Regions from separate parts of the Rattus norvegicus genome. Here region 2 is linked to region 1. A link is a contact called in public Hi-C data. All regions are on one chromosome and are shown on one strand. Each heading gives the region's core, a stretch centred on a gene start, on an enhancer-like site or on the middle of the called end of the contact. The rest is flanking DNA. Distances are from core to core; before and after follow the strand shown.

Region 1 (3,491 bases), core at 947-3,446:
AATGATCTAATTATATTATAATCTGGAAATATATGTAAAACTGGCCCTTTGAAAGGCCAGCTGGCAGTGATCTTCAAACCCCTGAATTATGATGGGTGGTTCATTTGCAAATTGTTAAAAGAAAAAAAAAGCTTTGAACATTGTGAGGTAGTCTGGATTGGATAAGAAAGGTCTTGAAGTTGCTGATGCAGTCTGACTGAGCCTCTTTGATGGAAAGAATGTATATAACTTTTTGTTTTTTATATTTAATTTTATATTAGAAATTTCATACAAGTATTTCTTGTACATCAAACATATTCCCCTTCCATTAATCCCTTTAATTCCCTTAGACAATTTCATGTCTACTTTCATTCTGCAAATTCTTGATTTAACATACCTATGTAAAATCTAGGAACCGCAAACAAGAGGAAACAAGATGTTTTTATGTTTTTGAGACTGGCTTAATCAGCCTAATATGATTATCTCCGGTTGGGCCTCTTTTCTTACAAATGATATAATTTTGCTCTTTATGGTGGGAAAATTCTGTATACACATCATATTTCCTTTTGCATTCCTCTGTTGTACACCTAGGTTGGCTATATAATTTAGCTAAGGGAATGTTTCGAGTGTGGGTCTAGAACTCTACTTTTGCATACTTCTCGATCCTCCTCGAACATCAGGCCAGTCTACTTCACCTCAGTTTTTATGTCAAAAGGAAAAGGTGTAAGACTTGCAGGAGAGACTGCAGAGACTATTGGAGAGGGGAGATCACTTACTGTTGAAGCTCATACGGATGCCCAAAGCTAACATGAGCAGTCCTTGGCTTTAAATATAAAACTTAGACGGAATCTCCTAGGAAGAGATCCCAAAACCCCAAATCAGCTAATCTGAACTTGGCTACAGATGACTGAAGGCTAAACTTGGGCTAAGTTCGAGACGGGAAACTTCTTTTCAGAGGGAGTAGACTTGCAGAGTTCTCTGAAGTGGTAGAAACGAGCTTGCCCAAACCCCACGCGAGATCAGCGCTCAGTGAACCGCGGCGCCGAGACCTTGGGAGCTACAAATGGATTCCCCAACCACCAATTACGCGGTTTAGGACCAGAGAGAACGAAGGCCCGCCCAGGAGCCTAGCACCGCGCTCCGATTGGACAAGCTCATTCCTCTCCCCGGGCTCTTTGGCCTGTCAATCACTCCGCTCTGACACGACCTCGGCCCCGCCCCCGCTCCACTGACGCAATGCCTGGCGTTCTTGGGCGCCCCGGCCCTCGCTTTAGGTCCTCATTGGTCCCCAGGACGCAGAGAGAAGGGGGGGACACTCTTCTGCTTTTTGAGCTGACTGTGTAGTTTCCCTCTCACTCGCTGTCTGGAGGACAATTAGAGTTGAAGCGTAGCGCCAGAGTACACGGAAGCCGACCGCGGCGCCGCGTTTCCCCTTTCTCCCTCCTGAGAGCTCTCCTTTACAGTTGTGACGCACAAGGCACCCCGCTCACTGACTTCACTTGCGATTGGTTGTGGCCCGCGTCTGTCACATAGCCCCCTCCCTCCTTCCCACCCAGCTATGGACTCTTGATAGACATCCGGGAGGCCACGCCCCCTCCCCGTCTGCCGCTTAGCTCTGCGATTGGTCGAGGGAACTGGCATGCTTTCCCGCCCCGGCCCCCTCCGGAGACTCGGGAGGCTAGTGGGACCCCGCGGAAGTTGTCAGTCAAACTCCTCCCTCCACCCCCCGCGAGGACCTCCCCCGGGCCGCGGGAGCGCGCACGCACGCGCACGGAGTCCCCCCTCGCCCGTACCAGCCACCCTCTCAAGTTGTAGCAGTTGCTACCCCGGGCGTGCTCCGTGGGCGGCCGGTGGGCGCGGGAGGCTGAGCGAGGGCGACTCTCCAAAGATCGGGGCGCGGGTGGCCGCCCCGGGCGATGAGGGGCCAGCGCTGACAGGAGAACGAGAGCTCGGCGGCAGCTCGCGCGGACCCGCGATGGAAGCGCCCCGGGAGGAGGCTCCCGGCCGGGCGGACGGCGCGGGCAGCAGCCGCTGAGGATCTGCCCGGGCTCGGCGCGCCAAGGGGCCGCGAGGCGCGCCCGGCGTCCGCACCCGCGCGCTCTCCCCAGCCGTCCAAACTTCGGGCTCGCCTCCGCCCGCCCTCGGCGCCGGGCGTCAGCAACTTGTGCGGCCCGCGCGCCCCCGCCCTCCCCTCCGCCAGCCCCGGGAGGTGGCCTCGCGGCGCGGGGATGCGGCTGTGAGGCGCTGTCGGGTGAGGAGCAGCTTGCGGAGCGCGAGGGCGGCGCGGCCGGGGCCCGGGACGCAGGGGCGCAGGCTCGCCGTGCCCGTCCCCGTGCCCCGCCGATTTCCCGGGCCAGTCGCCTCGGCAGGCGCCGAGCGCCCGGGTCGCCGAGATGTCGTCGCCGTCGCCGCCCGCACCAGTTGCCTGCGCCGCCATCTCGGCCTCGGAGAAAGTGGACGGCTTCACCCGGAAATCGGTGCGCAAGGCGCAGAGGCAGAAGCGCTCTCAGGGCTCGTCGCAGTTCCGCAGCCAGGGCAGCCAGGCGGAGCTGCACCCCCTGCCCCAGCTCAAAGGTAACCCCAGCTGCCCCTGCTCCGCGCTCCCGGAGCAAGCCCCACTCCCCTTCCCACCTGCGCGCTTGCCCCACCTGCCCTGCCTTGGCGACTCCAGGGTCGCCAGGTACCTGCGTTCCCTTTCGTCGTCCAGTCCCCCTACTCCCTACTCCGCTGAGCCTCGGCTCTGGTTTTCTCCACGCTTAGCTAGTTCATCACTTTCTCTACTTGTCCCTCAGTCGCCACATCCAGGGTCCGAACAAACTGCTGCCGAGTTAGCTGGCCTGTAGGTTTAGCTATACAGAACTAGCTTGAAACCGGGACCAAGTGACACCTTACAGTCTCGTTAGACGTAAATGTTATTTCATAGAAGACCTCGATTGTCTTTGGAGAGGTTATGAAGGAATCGTGTTTCTTTGTAGTGCAACGGGAACTTGGTTCGCACGGCTGTGCTTCCAAGGACTTTTGTAAGGTTTTGTAAGTAAATTCAAATTGGTATCCGTGCCTAATGCCTCGCAGGAATGCTTGGCACCCCTTTTGGCTTACTTACTTTTCCCACCACGTTTGGGGACTTTTCACGAGTTGTTTACTGGTTCTGGCTTATTCTTTGAGAATTACTATCTTTTGATTTACTAATTTCACATCCTTGCCTTTTATGAGCTAGATGTCATTAGTGGAAACGATAATCACGTTCCTAGATATTTAAGAAATTCTTGTAACCTGATAGAAACCTAGAGAATGATTTACAAGGCCAAGAAATTAAAGACTCATGCCAAAATAGATAAATGATCAGCAGATTTTTCAATTCGTTTGACAAAGATCCAGCATCCCTTTCAAGGCCAATCTGGTTGTGATTTGTCTTTGAGTCTATGAATCCTCACTTAGTTTGGCAAGGAGTGTAAAGAAAACCCTAGATCAAATCAACAGTTGACCAGCAAGAGCTTGGAACCCCATTTAGA
Region 2 (3,798 bases), core at 1,280-3,779, 83 kb before region 1:
AACTCCTTTTTTCTTTGGGCACCTGCACTCACGCTCACGTAGCCACACACAGTCACGCAGGGGCATGTACATAATTTAAAAATTTTTTAAAAGATAACCCATTATTTATTAGTTTAATACTATCTCCTCTTAGCAAATGACCATAGTAGGTTTCTTAATGGACTTGAAAGATAAGTGGATCTCTGGGAAAATTAAGAGTGAATGGGGTCCCACTGCCAGAGAAGGTGAACGAGCAGAGATAGAGACAATGTTCTGTGGCAAGCACTCCTCTCAAGCCACCTCACCATCCTGATCTCCTGATACTTGGTCTCCTTATTTTCAAATTCCAGTTGGTTAAGCTGATTTTAGCCACTTTACCACATGGCCAGTACCAAAGGCAGTCAAGAGCACTTGGCTTTCTATGTTTTTGTAGATACCCAACAAATCTGTCCTTTCTCCTTCTGGGTCATGAGCTTCCTAGGCAAGAGGTTGTGATCATGATAACCAACACATTTTTGGGGAAACGGCAGGAGTTGTCTTGGCACACACGGACTTTTGTGCTGGCCAGAGATGCCGGGAGCAGTGTACGGTGCTGTTGGTGTCTTTGGATGTCTCCAGGTACCTGTGCCAGCTAGATAGCTCTCCCTCCTCCATCACTGACCTTAAGTTCCTCCAGGAAGATCACATTTGGGGCAGAAGAGATGGCTCAGAGGTAAAGAGCACATATTGCTGTTTCAGAACTCAACTTAGGTTTCCACTACCCACAACGGGCAGCCCACAACAGCCTGCAACTCCAGCTCCAGGGAAATCCAATACCTTCTTCTTGCCTCTGTGGGCTCACATGTGCATGGGCACACACATATTAAGATCATTTTTGAGGCTAAGCGTGGGGTGCATGCCTTAATCCCCTGCACTCAGGAGGCAGAGGCAGGTGGATCTTTGTGAGATCAGGACCAGTCTGGCCTACATAGTGAGTTCCAGGACAGCTACAGCTACATAGAGAGGTCCTGCCTCTCCCCCCAATTTCTTTTTTTTTTTTTTTGATTGGAGTTGCTGTGACAAGATTATGTAGCAGCAACACCGAGCAGTCCAGCCTCAGAGTCAGGCTGCTGGGGCTCACCTTGCTCTCTCCCATCATTCATTTCTTTACCCATTTGTCCCTGGCCCTGGGGCTTAGCATGGAAGAGGGGGCTTCTGGGCAGGATGCCTCTGGGGAGACTGCCCCCTCCACACCCCTTTATTTATGACCTTTCTTTCTTTTCCCCTCCACCAAATCGGATTTTGCTTTCTCCGCTGAGGTGGACGAGACAAAGCCTTGTGGTTAACATGCAGAAGTAGTCACTCACATCCAAACCCCTATTATCCCTGCAGAAGGGCTCCTCTCAGGGCTCTAGAACCCTTTACTGGTGCTTTCATTGCACAATTGCACTTGCCTGTCTTTGTTCGAATCTTGTAGGAGCGTGCAGAAGGAAGTTCATATGTAATCCCAAGGAAAGGGAAGACGTTTGCACCTACTATTGTCTTTTCCTGACCAGCTATCTCGTTGGGTTTTATTTTGTTTTCTGTTTGAGACTGACTTCCAACTCACCACATAGCTAAGGATGATCCTGGGTTTCTAATCCTCCTGTCTCCACCTTCCCCTTGCTGGGGTTGTAGTCATGTCTCGCCACACCCCAATCGCTGAGGTCTTATCTTAAAATTTTTCTTGGGTGTTCAAAATGTTGAAAAAAAAGGTCATTTAAAGGAATGGCAAGCAAATATTAGATACAAATAAAGAATAATTATATACTGGGCTAGCACCATGATGCCTCACCAGTTAAAGGAGATTTCCGCAAGGCTGAGGGTCTGAGTTTGATCCCTGAGACCCATGAGGAAGGAAAGAACTAGCACAAGCAAGTTCTCTCACCTGTACATATATGCCATGGTACACATGCAGGACCCTCCCACCCCCACTGCAAAACAGAATAAATGAAAAAAAGCAAAAAACGAAAACAAAAACTAAAGTTCAAAAGTGTCGGTATGGGGCTGGGGATTTAGCTCAGTGGTAGAGTGCTTACCTAGGAAGCACAAGGCCCTGGGTTCGGTCCCCAGCTCCGAAAAAAAGAACCAAAAAAAAAAAAAAAAAAAAAAAGTGTCGGTATATTAGGTCACTGTTAAATTGAGAACACCCTAGAGCAGCAACATCCCAAAAGCCACGTAGGTAAACTCAAATGGCCTAGCAGCCCCGTTTTAAAAAGTGGGTGAAGCTAATAAAATAATCACATTGTTATTTAAACTTATAATAATTATTAACTTAATGAGATATTTAACTTTCATGTAAACCTTTGGGGTCTGGTGGGTATTTTATACTTTTTGTATGAACAGCTACATTGAACAGCTACATTGTAAATGCCCTAAGCTGTCGTGTGTGGTTGTGGCTCCTGTATGGGACAGGATAGTTCCAAGTTTCTTGTTATTTCGTTCTCACCCAGCCAGGAAGGAAGCAAGTCCCCAGAGGCTGGTCTCTTTCAAGCCTCTTATTGCTGGCTAATTAAATCCCTAAGCAACGGCTGAGTCACTCTCAACTGTGGCAAACAATTTAAGAAATGTGTCTCAGAGCCAAGAACACAGCTCCCCACGTACAAGGAGAGAGGCCTTGGAGGAGGAAGAGTGTGGGAATCAGGTGCTTCTGTGTGGGAGGGAAGCGGTAAGCCATCACTAAAGGCTACAGAGGAACAGAGGAGAGAAAAAGGATCCCTGCTGAGTCATGTTCCTCCAGTCTTTACAGCCTCGCCCTGAGGCAGGACAGGGGCTTATGTCGTAGACACAGAATCCAAGATCATCAACACAAGGCTGGTGTGCGGCTCACCGTCTAACTCATTACCCCCGAGCTCCAGGAGAACACGCTCAGTGTGCATAGACTCTGGCACAAAGCTGTCCAAGTATGCAGTGTTTACATAGACCATTATCTGCATGATGCATACTCTATTTCCAGTCGGATCTCAGGTTCTAAAACGGTCTCCACGCTTCCCAGTAAAGGAACTGTTTCTTACCCCTCCTCTGCTTTTCCTTTTCCTCCACCCACTACCCGAGGTAGACTCCTTTGAGAAAAGCAGTGTGGATTGGAGGAAGCAGGAGACTGAGATAACAGAGATGGAGGCGGAGGATACTGAAGAGCCTCCTGGGAGTCAGCAGAAGGATACAGCGAATCCACAGGGCTGAAGAGCCTCCTGGGAGTCAGCAGATTTAGACATCTGTTTTAGGTCAGAGGAGGAGTGATTGCCAAAAGTGTATTTGTCTCAGAATATCCCATTGACCTCAGTCCTTGTGTGGTGAGTGTCAGTACTACTAGGTAATCCAGAGAGAAGGCATTTTCTCCCCAAGATGAGACGCTGTTGAAACAAAGCAAGGCTAATCCGGAGGCAGCTAGAAGGAGCAGCAACTATGCTGTGTTGATATGTTGGCTAGCCTCTTTCTAGCTGAACTGCCTGGACAGTTGCCCGAAGTGTCTCTGCTTCAGACTCTTTTTTTTTTTTTTAAAGTTTTGCTTGTGTTTATTTGATGCATATCTGTCTTTATATGATGTATGTATGCCTTGCTTGTATGTGCATTATGTATGTTTGGTTCCACATAAAGGGGGCCAGAAGAGGGCATCAGATCCCCTAGAACTGGAGTTACAGATGGTCGTGAGCTGCTGTATGGTACTGAGAACTGGACTCTGGTATTCTGCAAGAACAGACAATGTTCTTAAGGAATGAGCCATCTCCCCGGTCCCTCTACTTCAGACTCTTAATTTCAAAGCTCAACAAAAAAGATAATCTTACCACCTAGGGCTTTCTC

Evidence for each region. Hi-C and Micro-C count contacts between places; a contact is called where the count stands out from the background.
Region 2: a Hi-C map of prefrontal cortex shows a contact between it and region 1, with 2.3 times the contacts expected there. The contact joins the enhancer-like site here to the promoter of Ppp2r5a in region 1. A contact is called at or near these places in 4 of 12 Hi-C or Micro-C datasets (Schwann cells, frontal cortex, mammary epithelial cells and 1 more) and 1 of 1 datasets of contacts at active chromatin or transcription factors (oligodendrocytes).

Annotation. Positions count from the first base shown.
Region 1 is chr13:105,505,472-105,508,962 of GRCr8, reverse strand. It overlaps Ppp2r5a (protein phosphatase 2, regulatory subunit B', alpha), which reads left to right and starts at 2,196. Exons shown (of 13, transcript NM_001107891.1): 1 at 2,196-2,553. The coding sequence starts at 2,373.
Region 2 is chr13:105,588,067-105,591,864 of GRCr8, reverse strand. No RefSeq gene overlaps it. Among named protein-coding and RNA genes, the nearest start is that of Ppp2r5a, 83 kb to the right of the region's middle. Within about 2 kb of position 2,529, at least 57 of the 93 cell types and tissues checked have an H3K27ac peak or open chromatin away from gene starts, as enhancers often do. A contact at or near this core is called in prefrontal cortex, where this site is marked.